3 separate regions of the Danio rerio genome follow, and regions 2 and 3 are each linked to region 1. Evidence: chromatin contacts called from public Hi-C and HiCAR-type data. All regions are on one chromosome and are shown on one strand. Each heading gives the region's core, a stretch centred on a gene start, on an enhancer-like site or on the middle of the called end of the contact. The rest is flanking DNA. Distances are from core to core; before and after follow the strand shown.

Evidence for each region. A called contact is a pair of places that touch in the nucleus more often than the background predicts. HiCAR-type assays count read pairs that join an accessible place to other places.
Region 2: a HiCAR-type map of caudal fin shows a contact between it and region 1, with 4 times the contacts expected there. The contact joins the promoter of cdkal1 here to the promoter of nrsn1 in region 1. A contact is called at or near these places in 3 of 4 datasets of contacts at active chromatin or transcription factors (caudal fin, embryo and gastrula embryo).
Region 3: a contact with region 1 is called in a Hi-C map of embryo, with 1.6 times the contacts expected there. The contact joins the enhancer-like site here to the promoter of nrsn1 in region 1. A contact is called at or near these places in 3 of 18 Hi-C or Micro-C datasets (caudal fin, embryo and an unstated tissue).

Annotation. Positions count from the first base shown.
Region 1 is chr16:249,456-251,980 of GRCz12tu, reverse strand. nrsn1 (neurensin 1) reads right to left here and starts at 1,258. Exons shown (of 3, transcript NM_199959.1): 1 at 1,218-1,258.
Region 2 is chr16:23,703-26,227 of GRCz12tu, reverse strand. It overlaps cdkal1 (CDK5 regulatory subunit associated protein 1-like 1), which reads right to left and starts at 1,267. Exons shown (of 15, transcript NM_200627.1): 1 at 1,156-1,267; 2 at 480-637; 3 at 84-196. The coding sequence starts at 637.
Region 3 is chr16:40,247-42,771 of GRCz12tu, reverse strand. cdkal1 (CDK5 regulatory subunit associated protein 1-like 1) reads right to left here. Exons shown (of 15, transcript NM_200627.1): 5 at 1,731-1,827. Among named protein-coding and RNA genes, the nearest start is that of cdkal1, 17 kb to the right of the region's middle. Within about 2 kb of position 1,256, at least 3 of the 62 cell types and tissues checked have an H3K27ac peak or open chromatin away from gene starts, as enhancers often do.

The sequences.
Region 1 (2,525 bases), core at 9-2,508:
GGGCGAGGCAGTGGCGCAGTAGGTAGTGCTGTCGCCTCACAGCAAGAAGGTCGCTGGTTCGAGCCTCAGCTTAGTTGGCATTTCTGTGTGGAGTTTGCATGTTCTCCCTGTGTTCGCGTGGGTTTTCTCCGGGTGCTCCGGTTTCCCCCACAGTCCAAACACATGCGCTATAGGGGAATTGGTTAGGCTAAATTGTCTGTAGTGTATGAGTGTGTGTGTGTAAATGTGTGTGTAGATGTTTCCCAGAGATGGGTTGCAGCTTGAAAGGCATCCGCTGTGTAAAAAATTGCTGGATAAGTTGGCGGTTCATTCCACTGTGGCGACCCCGGATTAATAAAGGGACTAAGCCGACAAGAAAATGAATGAATGGTGATTCCACAGTTGCTATGGAAACACAAGAACTACAGTAACTGATCTCCTGTGGTGATTCTACAGTTGCTATGGTAACACATTAACAACAGTGATTGATCTGTTGTGGTTATTCTACAGTTGCTATGGTAACATTAACAACAGTGATTGATCTGTTGTGGTGATTCTACAGTTGCTATGGTAACACATTAACACAGTGATTGATCTGTTGTGGTGATTCTACACACGTGTTCTGATATATTAGCTAATTATCTATGCTCATACACCAATTAAGCATCAGCTCCACTGTAAGGGAGATGAATGGGATTTGCTCCTAAACACTAATGCTAATCTCTCTTTAGTCTCCACGAACGTCTTAATGTCTCGAGGTAATCTTCAGTGTAAATCTGATCGCCTCTATAGATGATATGTGCATCTTCAGAAATGAAATCCTTCTGTAAATGCAGATATCTGAGAGAGAGAGATGCTGAATGCTCCGTCAGTGTCCGTCTCGTCATCAGAAATGACGCCAGAGCTGCTCCTGATCGTGCATGTCCTCTGCTGTTCAGAGACACTCTGTACCCACACACACACCACCATCATCATCACCATCATCATCATCATCTGATCGTCTAATAACAACAGTCCGATGGTGTTTTCAGATGCAGAAAGCTGCACTTTACCGGCAGAAATGCTCATTCTCCACACATCTGTCATCGACACATCAGCAGATTGATCGAGCTGTCAGACTCTAACGCACAAACCGGACACACACATCCTCCCCGACGGTGTGTGTGTAAGTGTGGAGAGTGAAAGGTGTCGACTGATCAGAGTTTTGATAACTGTAATGAGTGAATAAAAGCGAATACCTGTCATAACCGGTCGGAGCTGCTGCTGTTCCTCGCTCCGCTCAGCCGCCGATGCGCTGGATGATGCAGTGCGCATGCGCAGCTCAGCGCTTCTGTGAGTCACCTGGAGGACAGAGAGATGCTTTGCTCTCTTTTTTCTTTCCTGTATTATGAAATACAGCCGAGGTCACAATTATTCGCCCTTCCGTGAAATTTAATGCTTCAGGATTTTTTCTTTTTGTCTCTATATTTGAGAGGGCATTGTTTAATCTCTTGTGTAAATGATCGCAGTGTGTTAGGGTTTGGGTTGTATTCAAATTTATGGCAAAAACACATTTAAATATTTGATTTAGGCTTTTCAGACTTTTTAAGCTTTTGGTGCTTAACATACAGCATACAGTGTACATGTATTATACATGCAGCATGAAGATATTCATTTATTCATTTTCCATCTGCTTAGTCCATTTATTCATCAGAGGTCACCACAGCAGAATGAACCGACAACTATTCCAGCATAAGCTTTTTTTACGCAGCAGATGTCCTTCCAGCTGCAGCCCAGTACTGGGAAACACACACACGCACACACACACACACTTTTTTCAATTTAGTTAATCAATTCCTCTATAGTGCATGTGTTTGGACAATATGTTCAGTATATTTTAATATATTATCAGTATCAGTATTATCCAGTAATCAGTCTCTAAAGGTACACACTTTTCAAATACAATTTGCTGTAGTTTACGTTTGAACATTGTGTGTGCATTTACTGCATATCTGATATATCCTGCACCTTTGTATTCCTCAAGTAATACTGCAGTGATTTTGACCTATTCTATCGTGAAATATTGACTAAGAAATTAACTAAAGCGATTAATCTGCTGTGGGGTTTCTACAGTTGCCATGGTAACAACAATTATAGTGATTGATTGTTGTGGTGATTCTAATGTTGCTATGGTAATAACAATTATAATTGATCTGTTGTGGTGAATCTATAGTTGCTATGGTAACACAACAACTACAGTAATTAATGTTTTTGTGATTCCACAGTTGCTATGGTAACAATAACTACAGTGATTGATCTGTTGTGTTATTCTACAGTTGGCATGGTAACAGCAACTATAATAACTGATCTATTGTGGTGAATATACAGTTACTATGGTAACAACCACAGTATTTGATCTGTGTTGATTCTACAGTTTCTATGGTAACAATAACTATACTGATTGGTCTGTTGTGGTAATACTACAGCTGTTATGGTAACACAACTACTATAGTAATTGGTGTGTTGTGGTAAATCCATAGTTGCTATGGTAACAACAACAAGAGTAA
Region 2 (2,525 bases), core at 18-2,517, 230 kb after region 1:
TCTTTGGTCAAGCGTACGTTAAACCTGTGTAATGTGATAAGTGAGAGCAGCCGGTGTTAGTGTGTGGAGCAGTGAATCTGGACCTGTGATCTGGTATCCTGCCACCGCCAGCTGACCCGCCATATACTCTCCATCTGAGCTGTTGTGTGAGCAGCCCCAGGTCTTCAGCCACACCTTCTGCATGCCGGGAATCACACTGAACACACAGCAGAACACACACGGTCATCTACAGGCTCTGTTCTGACTCATGTGAACACACACACACACACACACACACACACACACACACACACACACACACACACACACACGAGTTAATGGCATCAGTACGTAATAACCAAGGATGATCAGTACATGACCGGTATCGAATCCACAGCGTCTGCATCACAGAGCACTGAAGAAACAATTCATTTGGACACCCCTAATGTGTGTGTGTGTGTGTGTGTGTGTGTCTGTCTGTCTGTCTGCATGTGCCTCACCTGTCGGTCTGCATCTGCTCTCCCGTCTCCTGCTTGTGTTTGCGTGCGCGAGGAACCACACTCTTGCGGGCCGCCTGCCGCTGCAGTGGTGTGACGTCAGTGATTCTCACCATATCCTCGATATCATCCACAGCAGTGTCACACACCAACGCCATCATCTGCACACACACACACATGCACACACACACATAATGTATATATATATATATATCTTACACACATATGCATGTAATACACTTCATTAAACCTGCACACACACACACACACACACACACACACCATAGAGGTAAAGTTGGTTTGATATTTGCACATTGTTTCATTTATCAGTCTCTATATTGTTTATGATGTTACTTTGAAAATATGATGGGAATTATCATGCCAGTATGACCTGTACACAACACCAGCATGTCTAATTGACTGTGAACACTGCTGTACTGAGTCATTGGCTGCTAATCTGATTTCCCTATTTAGAATTATCAAAGAATACTTTTCTGACATGACATTATTAAGAAGAAAGTCTGAATATCACAATATAAAACCAACTGTACCTCTGTGTGTGTGTGTGTGTGTGTGTGTGTGTGTGTGTGTGTGTGTGTCAGTCGCCGCTGTCAGCAGTGTATGTCCACGTGTTATTCTTCAGCAACTCCTGATCTACAGCACAGCAGCGCGGACTCACCGGGAAGACGCAATAACAATGGCGCTCGGGAACGGTGAAGAGATCGCGGCAGCTGTGGAGTAACCGTAGAGTTTCCGCTGTTTAACCGGTGCTGCTCGTGTTGTTGTGCTTGTAGAGCGCCATATTGGAATTACACTTTAACCTCTGACGCGCTACGGCAAGCGAGAAGGATAATCCGCTTCCTCCTCCTCCTCCTCCTCCTCCTCCTTCTTCTTCTTCTTCTTCAGATTAAATGGCGAGTTCCAATGTGACTCAATATCGCCACACGTCGTGCTGGAGAGGGAGGGCATTTCAGACCGGGTAAACATCAGACAGAGGAATAAACACTGTAAAATTGCGTGATTTCAACGCTAAAAAGTGTAAAAATGCTACAGTAAAAATCCCAAACCTGGTTAGCAGTATATTTCCTTAATATATACAGAGAATAACTGTAAACTGACTTTCCCAGAATTCCCTGCATGGCACATCCCTTTATGCTGTTTGTTGACATTAATATGCATGTTTTTAGTTGTTTCCTCATCAGTTATTGTACATTATAGAATCGTGTTACATCTAATGTTCATAAACAATGTTTATTTCATCAATGTAATTGTATGCATGTTACCATGTCTGTGTTTAGTAGCTGTGTTCATTACTGTCACATGTAGCAGGTTAATCAACATCATTTTCTAAGATCAGTGGATCAGTATAAAACATCTTTATAAATAACAGTATATGATTGTGACCATGTGAGTTTCTGTTAAATAAACAGATGCATAGATGATGATAATATTCAATACAGTCATTATGCATTGATAATCGATTAAGCCGCAGATGTTCGTTGTGAAAATGAGAATTAACTTTATAGTCTTTGCCGTAATTTTAACAATAAAATACTAACATCCACAGCTATTTTTTTACCTTAAAATTAACACATTTATTTTTTACAGTGTACTCCTGATTCATTTGTTCATTCATTTTCTTGTCGGCTTAGTCCCTTTATTATTCCGGGGTCTCCACAGGTGAATGAACCGCCAACTTATCCAGCACGTTTTTTTACGCAGCTGATGCCCTTCCAGCCGCAACCCAACTCTGGGAAACATCCACACACACTCATTCACACTCACTCATACACTACGGACAACTTAGCCTACCCGATTCACCTGTACTGCAAGTGTTTGGACTGTGGGGAAACCAGAGCACGCGGGAGAAAAGCCACGCAAACGCAGGGAAAACATGCAAACTATACCGGGAGTGTGTCACAAGTTGGATGAATGAAAGTGCAAATACAAAACTAACTTAACCTCAATGGCATGGTGTAGTAATATTTATTAGTATAGCACTTTCACTCCAAACAGTATAATAACAGTGAAAACATTAGACAGCTGCAG
Region 3 (2,525 bases), core at 7-2,506, 210 kb after region 1:
CGCTGTGTCTACAGTAAGCGTGAGCTCAGGGGCCTGATCGGGCTTCCTCTGGGACAGTGTCTGGGCTCTTTCAGACTGCTGAACCCCTCGAGCTGAAGCAACTTGCCTGAGTCAGGTAGAGAGGGTCTGCGGCGCTCCTCTATTTCTGTAGTTGTGCAGTAATGAGAGCTCGGGCCGGGTCAGCTGAAGACACCGCGCTCTCCTGAGTGTGAGGAGAATGGACTGATGAGAGCAGACACTGCAGCGGGACACACAGCGGAGGTCCAGAACACACAGCGGAGGTCCAGAACACACAGCGGAGGTCCAGAGACATGCACATGTCAAGCAGACTCTTGTGTGTGTGAAGCAGACTCTTGTGTGTGTGAAGCAGACTCTTGTGTGTGTAAAGCAGACTCTGGCGTGTGTGAAGCAGACTCTTGTGTGTGTGAAGCAGACTCTTGTGTGTGTGAAGCAGACTCTGGCGTGTGTAAAGCAGACTCTGCTAGAGAGCCGTTATGAACACACACATGCAGTCAGACTGAGCCCTGCGCTACTGACCGGTCTCCTCCATCTTCATGAGTCGGCTGGTGATCCCACACACTGACCAGCAGCTCATCATCAATAACGTCATTACATCCAATAAACACTGGAGTAGGCCTGAGCATTACAGCGCTAACACACAGAGCTGTAGTCTGAAGGAGAATAACACTGATTATTCCTGCACACACGCACACACACACACACACATGGACACACACACACACACACGCACACGCACGCACGCACGCACACACACACGCACATCCTGCTCACATCCTGAGACAAGCAACGGCTTCAGCACAGTATGCAAATAACTGCTCATTTGCATAAGGTGAGCCTTCCAACGGTAAGGAGGTGCTGTCGCCTCCAAACCAGTATAACCCACACATGCAGCTCCGACTGACCCTGACCCAGCAGAACTGATGCAAATGAGCAAAGAAACACACACACACACACACACACACACACACACACACACACAGCTGAAACGCATGCAAAGGAACACACTTCAGCAGGTTAGAACAAGCCAGATCCTGTCTATGTGTGTGTGTGTGTGTGTGTGTGTGTGTGTGTGTGTGTGTGTGTGTGTGTGTGTGAGAGAGAGAGACTGCAGCTCTGTCTACACTACTATGCTGTCGGTTCTGCTGTGGTCTGGTCTTCCCTCCACTCTGCCCACAGTTTGAGCCCTTAAGAGTGCATGTGGGAGGCGGAGACATCCGAACAGAGGCGGGGCTGCAGACATCCTCTTCTCTGATTGGGCTTTCTCAATATTAAGAGCACACAGCTCAGTCCTGCACCCTCTCCTTCAGTTCACACTACACTAGTTCATGAACAGCAGCGGACACGGCGGTACATCTACAGATGTGCTGTGATCACCTCCTCCACACCTCCTTGCACCCTGAACAGTGCAAATCAGCACGATCTCTTGTCATGTTGTTATTAATAAGCACACTAATAGACTGAAAAGAGTCATCAGATACACATAAGCTGAATTACAGATCATGAATAATGACTATAGAGAGAGCAGACCAGCGGCAGGTCCGGCATGGACGCGCGCACACACACACTGCTCTCACCTGGGGATGTGCCTGCAGAGCTCCTGCTGACCGCCTGGAGCTCAGACATCTGAATACTAGAGGACGCTGAAGCCGATTTCAGCCTGTGCTGGTGTGTGTGTGTGTGTGTGTGTGTGTGTGTGTGTGTGTGTTTACCCCAATGATGCTTAGGTCCTTTATATAGTCCATGCGGGGTTGAGCCTGCGGCACACATCCAGCCAAAACCACCTTCTTATTCTGCTCTTGAGCCTTCCTGAAACACACACACACACACACACACACACACACACACACACACACACACACACACACACACACACACACACAATCAGTCTGTGCATAAGGACTGAGCGATGTTCGTTGGCTGATCATTAGTGTGAGCTCTGCTGGACACACACGGCTCTTCACATGTTTCTGGTGTCCGCTGTGGTCGTCTGCAGGTCAGATACACACGTCTGTTGGTTATACACAACACAAATATACACAACACCTTAACTTCTGTCCCCGGTGTGTATCTAAAACAGCACACAACAGAAATATTCCTGTTCCTCTAGATCAGAGGTTCTCAAAGTGGGGGTCAGGACCCCCCCAAGGGGTCGCGGGACAATGAAGGAGGGGGGGGGGGGTCGCCTGGTGATTTTTAAAAATCAATTAATTTTTATGAAACCTTAAGACTTACTGTACTTTATCAATAACCTACTGAAGAGAAAAAAATAGTCGTTTATAGTTACTATAGTAGCTTATAGTTACTAGTTCTATTGGATTGCGACTTCTCGGGTAATTACATTATACTGAAGACACAGCAATACTGTCAGATGCAGCAGATTCTGTAACACCAGGTTGAACTTTCTAGCCCATTTACAGCACTGACATACATAAAAAAAACAAAGAATAGACTTGGGTCTATTGGTGTTTTGTGCGTGTCATTGCATACAAGGTTTCTGTATTTAT